Regions from separate parts of the Oryctolagus cuniculus genome. Here region 1 is linked to region 2. A link is a contact called in public Hi-C data. All regions are on one chromosome and are shown on one strand. The core of a region is the stretch at or near the end of the contact, and the rest is flanking DNA. Distances in the headings are between cores, read along the strand shown.

Region 1 (3,913 bases), core at 875-3,374, 340 kb before region 2:
ATGTGATGAATGGAAAAGTTAGACTGCAAAAGGCATGGAGGAGTGGTGGACACCTTTGTAGACTGCCAACCACAACTGTGGTAGCATATTCAGTATACATACCTTGAATGAAGATTTTTGTAATATTTTGTTTCTCTAAGAGTAGAACTTTTCTTGCAATACATGCAGTCAACAGTGTAATACAGTTTATAATAATGCATTGGGCAAACAAATAAGATTGGTTATCTTTTAAGAAAAGAATCAACCAAATGTCCCCAGCCTGTAACCATGTGGAGTTTCCTTTGAGGAGGCTTTCTGTACAGGACAGGAAGTAGGAATGAGGTGTGATTATTTGGCACAGTGGTTAGGTTGCTGCTTGTGATGCCACGCCACAGGTTAGAGGGTCTGCGTTCAAGTCTCGGCTCCACCTCCACTTCCAATTCTAGCTTCCTGGTAATGGGTTCTCTAGGATGAAGAAGGTGATCACTCAAATAGTTCAGTCTCTGACAGTCATGTAGGAGACCTGGATGGAGTGCTGTGTTCCTGGTTTGGGCTGTAGCTATTGAGGACATGAGGGGAGTAAACAAGCAGATGGAAAGTATCTCTCTCTCTTTCTCTCGCTTCCTTTCAAATAAAATGAAAATAAATGAATTAAAATTTTCAAAAAGTAGGAATAAAGATGGAAAAGCCACTATCCAATTTTCTCCCTTGTAAATTAGAGATTACATATCACTTCATAAAATTGTGAAGATAAAATCTATAGCAGTTAAAACTATATTTTAGTACATATTTAATTAATTTTTAAAGATTTTCTGTATCTATTTGAAAGAGCTACAGGAGAGGGACACACACACACACACAAACACACACGGGTGGGGAGAGAGAGGCAGAGAGAGAGAGAGAGAGAGATCTACCATCTATTGGTTCACTTTCTAAATGGCTGTAATGCTTGGGGCTGGGCCAGGCTGAAGCCAGGAACTCCATACAGATCTCCCACATGGGTGCAGGGGTCCAAGAACTTGTATACCATCTTCTGCTGATTTCCCAGGCACATTAAGAGGGAGCTGGATCAGAAGTAGAACAGCCAAGACTTGAACCTCCACGCACATGGGATGCTGGTGTCAAAGGCAACAGCTTAACCTATTGTGTTACAATGCAGGCCCCAAATTTTTGCATGCTGTGATGAGGATGATGATGACATAGATGATACTAATAATTTTGGATGTGTTAGACATTGTTGTGCCACAGTAACTGAATATCATTTATTGTGTAATTTATCATGAGCAAAAATTTACTTGGCCCATGGTTCTGTAGGCTGGCAAGTCCAAGACTGAGGCGCCACATCTGGAAAAGGCCTCTTTGCTGCATTATAATATAGTGAGCCTCTTATGGATAAGAAGAAGAAGAGAGAGAGGAGGCCAGACTAGTCCTGTGCGAGGACCTCAGTTTTGAGATAATGCACATTCTCCTGCGATAAAGGCATTGATCCATTCATGAGGATAAAGCCCTCATGACCTAATCCACTCTTAAAAGCCTTACCCCTCCACACTGTTCACATGGGGGATTGCATTGGGGATTAAGTTTCCGACATGTGAACCTTGGGGGTCATATTCAAATAAAAGCAGTGGTGCTGCTTCATTTCAGGTATCACCCAAGTACATCTGAGAGTAGGAGCAAAAAAGTAGCCACTGAGGAGAAGGAACGTTTGCGAGGCTGAAACAGCACTAAGGGATACTAGCATTGGTTCCGATGGTGACATTCACTTGAAGTGGTTGAGCATCAATCACTTTAGTAATTCAGGAGATCAGAAGTCAATCTGGAGCACAAACAATGATGGCGGCGTGATTGACAGCTAACATCCTTTCTCTTCTCAGCTGTGTGTATGTGGAACCTGGAATACAAATGAATCTGCTCAAGGAGCTGAGAGTTTATCTTGAACCCTGATTAATCATCATATTATTGCAAACTTGGGGCTATGTCTGATATATTGCTAAACAAAATGACTATTGCATACTTCATAGAAAGGGGACCCAGCATGTCTCACAAAGTCAATGGCCTTAGCACAAATTTCCAAAGTCTTAGTAAGTCACTAGACTAGCTTCATTAAGTCAATGGAATGCTGCTCAGTGGACTGGGAGCAGCTGCAAGTCAGGAATGTGTGAAGAAATCAAATAGCTGGCTGCCCTGCTCTGGGTGAGTTGTCTAAGCTCAGGAAAAGAAAATACTTGGAATTGGGAGCACTTTATGACCCGTGTGTAGTGTACAGTGTGAGATTGTTCTGGGAAGTGTTTAGACACCATTTCTCAGCAAATAGACCACGTAGCGTCTTCACTGAATTCACGAGTAGGTGGTAAAAAGTGCTCATTCAACATACTGAGTTTGGCATGGACCTTTTTATATTTTCTGTACTCCCTCTAGTATTTACAAAATGTTACTCTCTCGTGAAGTCTTTCAAAAATATTTGTTGAATATATGCTGTGTTAGGGCCTGGACATACAAAAAAACTACATCTAAAAGAGCATGTGAATTGATTAGGGGAGATGTACATTAAAAATAATTCTAGTTCACTTTTATAAGTCTCATACAAGAGATTTTGAGTGAAAATGACGCTGGATAATCGTGTCTACAATGCCCCATCTGCCTCAGGCATACAGCAATGATAAGTGAAGGACAGCAAGTGAAATGTAAGGCTATACTAAGAAACCAACTGCAATTGACGTCCTACCCTGCCAGGTCTCTGGTCTTTTTGTCTACAGCTTTGATGAAGGAGAGATAGATGTATCGACAGGTCCTCCTCCATACCCTTTGAATAATACACACTCTATCTCTGTGTGGCATTTTACAGAGCTTCACTGTGTTGATAAATCCTTTAGCACCACGTTGGAAAGTATGTATTTTTATTTTTGCACTATTTTGTGCTTCATTTCTTAAGCTTAAAGCCTTTTGTTATTTAATGTTCACTTAGACATGGAACAATCACAATGCCCCTCTAAATATTTGTATAATACTTAGAAGACTGATACATCAAAACATAAGGATTTAAGTTATACTATCAGATATTTAAATGATTATGAGCTTAGTGGATTTTACTTAGCTAAGTTAATTAAAATCAAACTGTAGGATACAAACTTCTATAACATGCATTGAACATCTTTAAGACAGTTAAAACAAAAAATATCAGATCAATGGTAAATGTTATAGTAAAATTAAAATAGTTGTAAAGTGATGACATATTTAATTACATTAACTATTTCATTTCATATCTATATTCTCATTTTTGCTCTTATGCTTTTACTTGATCAATTGCAGTAATTTTACCAGATGCAGATTTTTGCACCCATTTTAAGGTAGAAAAAATTTTTCCAATCCCCAAAGTAAAAAATATTCTTAGACTGGCCACATAGGTGCAGGGTTTGTGATCTTGGATATTTGGTTCATAGTTGAATTTCAAGACACAAATAATTCAAAGTGAGTCAAAACTGATCAACCGGTTTAGGATGAGTCCTTTTAATAAAGCTCAATTTTTGTTTCCTGAGAATTTAAATCCATTTGTTTTATGAGATGTTATCATTGTGAAACTTGCTGCTTTCCATGAATTACGTATGGTTATAATGGACAATAATACCAACTCATTGTTCTGTTATTACAAGATTTTAAAAATGTATGTAAAAGAGGGCCGGCGCCGCAGCTCACTAGGCTAATCCTCCGCCTTGCGGCGCCGGCACACCAGGTTCTAGTCCCGGTCAGGGCACCGGATTCTGTCCCAGTTGCCCCTCTTCCAGGCCAGCTCTCTGCTGTGGCCCGGGAGTGCAGTGGAGGATGGCCCAAGTGCTTGGGTCCTGCACCCCATGGGAGACCAGGATGAGTACCTGGCTCCTGCCATCGGATCAGCGCGGTGCGCCGGCCGCGGTGGCCATTGGTGGGTGAACCAACG
Region 2 (4,095 bases), core at 13-2,512:
AGGCTGGCCTTGTGACACAGTGGATTAAGCTTCTGCCACTTGTGATACCAACATCCTATATGAGTACCACTTTGAGCCCTGATTGTTCCACTTTTGATCATGTTTCTTGCTAATGTGTCTGGGAAGACAGTAGGTGATGCCCTGAGTGCTTGTGCCCCTGCCACCTACATGGGAGACCTGGAGGGAGTTTCTTGCTTCATGGAACTACCTTGTTAGATTGAATCCTTACTCGTTCCTCCTCTTAGTTAGTGTTAAAGAAGCTGTTCATGCTGGTTAGTCCCCTTTTCCTCTGTGACCATGGTTTGCTCTCACAAGGTACTTGCTTCTATATCAATTTCATCTGTTTTCAGGTTTTTATTTTTCTCATTATTAAATAATAGAGTGGACATTAATTTCCATGACCCATTTCTGCTCTTTATATCTTGTCTGATGCATCATGTAATATCTCTGTCCCTTGAGTTAAGTGCAACCACCACTCCCTTTCTGTGACTGTCTGCTGACTTTCTTCTTTTCAACCCTTTATGCCTAACTGGGTAACATACTAAAGAAAAACATATAGAACTATACAAGTGTTAGAGTATGGATTGAGAATGAGTAGAATGCAAGGAGTTCAAGTTTAGAACTAGGCAAGTGGCCGGCGCCGCAGCTCACTAGGCTAATCCTCCGCCTTGCGGCGCTGGCACACCAGGTTCTAGTCCCGGTCAGGGTGCCAGATTCTGTCCCGGTTGCCCCTCTTCCAGGCCAGCTCCCTGCTGTGGCCTGGAAGTGCAGTGGAGGATGGCCCAGGTGCTTGGGCCCTGCACCCCATGGGAGACCAGGAGAAGTACCTGGCTCCTGCCATTGGATCAGCGCGGTGCGCCGGCCGCAGCGGCCACTGGAGGGTGAACCAACGGCAAAAGGAAAATCTTTCTCTCTGTCTCTCTCTCTCACTGTCCACTCTGCCTGTAAAACAAAACAAAACAAAAAAAAAAACTAGGCAAGGAGCTTTGGGGCTCTGATGGGAACAGAAACAGGAGGAAAAAATGTACAACAATCTTCTTATTGGTCACAATCATCCTGATCAGGAAGCCACAATTCAGTTGTCTTTAGGACCTCTTCTGAGACTTAAACACAAGCCTCTCCCTTCTTGACCAGGGAAGTCCCTTACAGTTGCAGTCAGATGATAGCGAAAGCTGGAAAAAGAGTTGCCGGGACAGTTGAGAACTGTCCAGGCATTTCTCTCCTTATGTAATAATCTTAGAGCTTCTTCAAGCAGACTAGATTGAGCTTCTGCCAGGACAAAGACCTCAGGGAAATAAGCAGGTTGAGACAGCGCGCTGCTCAGGGCTCCAACACAAGTGTTCCAGCTGCCCAGGCTCCATCACTTTCAATGACCCCGCCTCCAAAGTCAGACAACTCATGTGATCTGCCACATTCTTTCAGTTGTAAGCAACTGACAAGCCGGCTCAGGTTCAAGGAGATGGTAATCAGACTCTACTTCTTTAAGAGCAAGCAGCAAGACCCTAAGGGATTTGGGAGAAAATAGAAATAATGATGTAGTTATTTTGAAGAAACACAGTTATCCATGTTTTTTACAAAAGTATTTCATCACATTCCATGTAACATTATAGACAACACCCTCTGCAGAGTGGCTATGAAAATTCACCGAATTCCATTACCTTAAAAAGGAAAGTACTTGTTCTGCTTCCTGATTATTTTTAACACAATAAATAGATGATTGCCTTGGGCAACACTTGTGTGAGGGTGCTGATACAGTATATTCTATTTATAGGCACATCTACTTCATGGTATAGAAGGTGGCACTCAAGAAATGAAAGTTAAGGTTAATGTTTCATGTAGCAATGCTAGAGAGAAAAAAAAACATTTCTACATATTTGCTAAGAGCTTTTTTATAATGCAGGAGCAGAGTAGTACAGAGGTATAGTGATGCAGGGGCAGAGTAGCACAGAGGTGTAGTGATCTGGGGGCCAGAAATTTGAGTTCTAATCAAGCCTCTACCACTTCTTATTTGTTAAGGGGTCCCAAAGATGTTACTTGCCTTCCCCAAGCAAAGGAGATACAGAGAACACTGCCATCTGCTGGTTCACTCCACAAATGCCTGAAACAGCTGGGTCTGGGATGAGGCCAAAAGTCAGACACAAGGAATTCAACTCAAGTCTCGCTTATGGGTGTCAGGAGCTCAATTACTTGAACTTTTACCTCCCAGGGAAGCAGGAAGTTGGAATTAATCCCAAGAAGCTGGGTGTCAAACCAAGGTACTCTGTTGTGAAATGTGGGCACCCTAGCTGGTGTTTTAACTGCTAAGTCAAACCTGTCCCTAAATTATGATTTTTCAGTAGTAAAACAATATTACTACCACCACCACCTGCTATATAGAGTTGTTAAGAGGATTATATACAGTGGAGTTCAAGTGACTAACACTTAACTGGTGTAAAAAAAACCTGAAGGAATAAGTAATATGAAACCAACTAAGAGGGAATGGTAAAAAATTAATCCTCCCAAATACTTAAGATAATTATAATGATAGGCCAAATAATCCATTTAATTGCTTCAGTTTTCATTTTTTCATTTTTCTCTGTTGCTACAGATGATGCAGATCTTGTGGTGATTAAGTCTGAGATAAGCTTACTGTTCATTCCAAACTGAAATAGCTTCACAAGAAGAAATTCTTATACTGGAGTTCAGGATCTGCTACAGACTGGATTAGAAATACAGGAATAGAAAAGGCTTTTAGTATCTGAAAACCCAAAAGGCAGTCATATGGAAGTAATGCTTTAGCTTCAGCAGTAAAGATTCGGGATTCTGATTCAGTAGCCAAAGAGACCCAGATCTTCTAAATACCCTCTTTGTCTCTGTCTATTGTACCTTCTCACAGTTGTTGTTACTGCTTACATTCTTCCCAAGCACAATGCAGAATTAGTCAGTCTGCTTGATTAAAATCCCAATCCTGAAGCTGACTGTGGGACTTGGGCGGGTTTCTTACCCTCTTAGTAAAATGAAGACATCCAGAGTCAGGATGATTCCGAAGTGTGATAATCAGCACCAGCACGTAGAAAGCACTCAGTAAGCACTAACACACTGGCCTGTGGCTCTAAGCAGCTTGTAATACACTTCTAACAAAGCAATTTTGCTTTGGAATGAGAATATTATGAAATGTTTCATATTAGAAATGTTACATCATTTCCAGATACTGCAAAGATAAATGTAATGAGATTTCTTGCTTGTAGTGAGCCAAGTTATGGTTTATATTTTTTACCTTCTTGTATCACTGCATATTATGAAACCCAATAACGTCATTCTATTATAGTAGAAGCTTTTCTAGACTTTTTATTGCTAGTATGGAAATGAATCCAGTGTAAGATTAGAAAAGGGGTAGGGAAAAATGGCACAGCAGATAAAGCTGCTGCCTGTAACGCTAGCATCCCACATGGGCTCTGGTTTGTGTCCTGATCCAGCTCCCTGCTATTGGCCTGGGAAAACCAGCAGAAGATGGCCCAATGTTTCTCTCCCACCCATGTGGGAGACCCCATGAAGCTCCTGACTTCAGCCTGATGCAGCCCTGACCATTGCAGCCATCTGGGGAGTAAACCAGTGGATGGAAGTTCTCTCTCTCTCTCTCTCTCTCTCTCTCTCTCATGCTCTTTTTCAAATAAGTAAGTAAATCTTAAGAAAAAAAGAATATAAAACGTGTTTGTAATATGTATCAGAGTGGAAGGCAAAGAATTATATGAGAGAACAGAATGGAAACGAAAATTCCTTGAATATATCTGGAAAGAGGACTGGTTTGGGCTAAGCCCAGTGGAAATAAACTCTTAGTCTGTAACTCCTAACTGGAAACAATTATCCTGTTCCATTTCCATGGAGGCCGTGACCACTGGAAAGTTTGTGTTGGCAGCACGTAGGCCAGCTATTGATTTTAAGTGACTCAACCTTTATACTTTAAATATCTTTATCCTGGTTCATCTTGCATCTCTGTCTTCCTTCTAGATTACCCACATTTATGTCACTTCTTTAGTCTTTCTGAATCTGTTACTATTGAAATAAAATATCTAAGAAACAAACACAAAATTTATCTATTCATCCATAGGAAAATAT

Evidence for each region. Hi-C and Micro-C count contacts between places; a contact is called where the count stands out from the background.
Region 1: a Hi-C map of skin fibroblasts shows a contact between it and region 2, with 5 times the contacts expected there. The contact joins two enhancer-like sites. A contact is called at or near these places in 3 of 6 Hi-C or Micro-C datasets (embryonic fibroblasts, skin fibroblasts and an unstated tissue).

What each region holds. Positions count from the first base shown.
Region 1 is chr1:157,330,447-157,334,359 of mOryCun1.1, reverse strand. No RefSeq gene overlaps it. Among named protein-coding and RNA genes, the nearest start is that of ALDH1A1, 100 kb to the right of the region's middle. Within about 2 kb of position 2,124, at least 1 of the 8 cell types and tissues checked has an H3K27ac peak or open chromatin away from gene starts, as enhancers often do.
Region 2 is chr1:156,993,943-156,998,037 of mOryCun1.1, reverse strand. No RefSeq gene overlaps it. Among named protein-coding and RNA genes, the nearest start is that of ANXA1, 23 kb to the left of the region's middle. Within about 2 kb of position 1,262, at least 3 of the 8 cell types and tissues checked have an H3K27ac peak or open chromatin away from gene starts, as enhancers often do.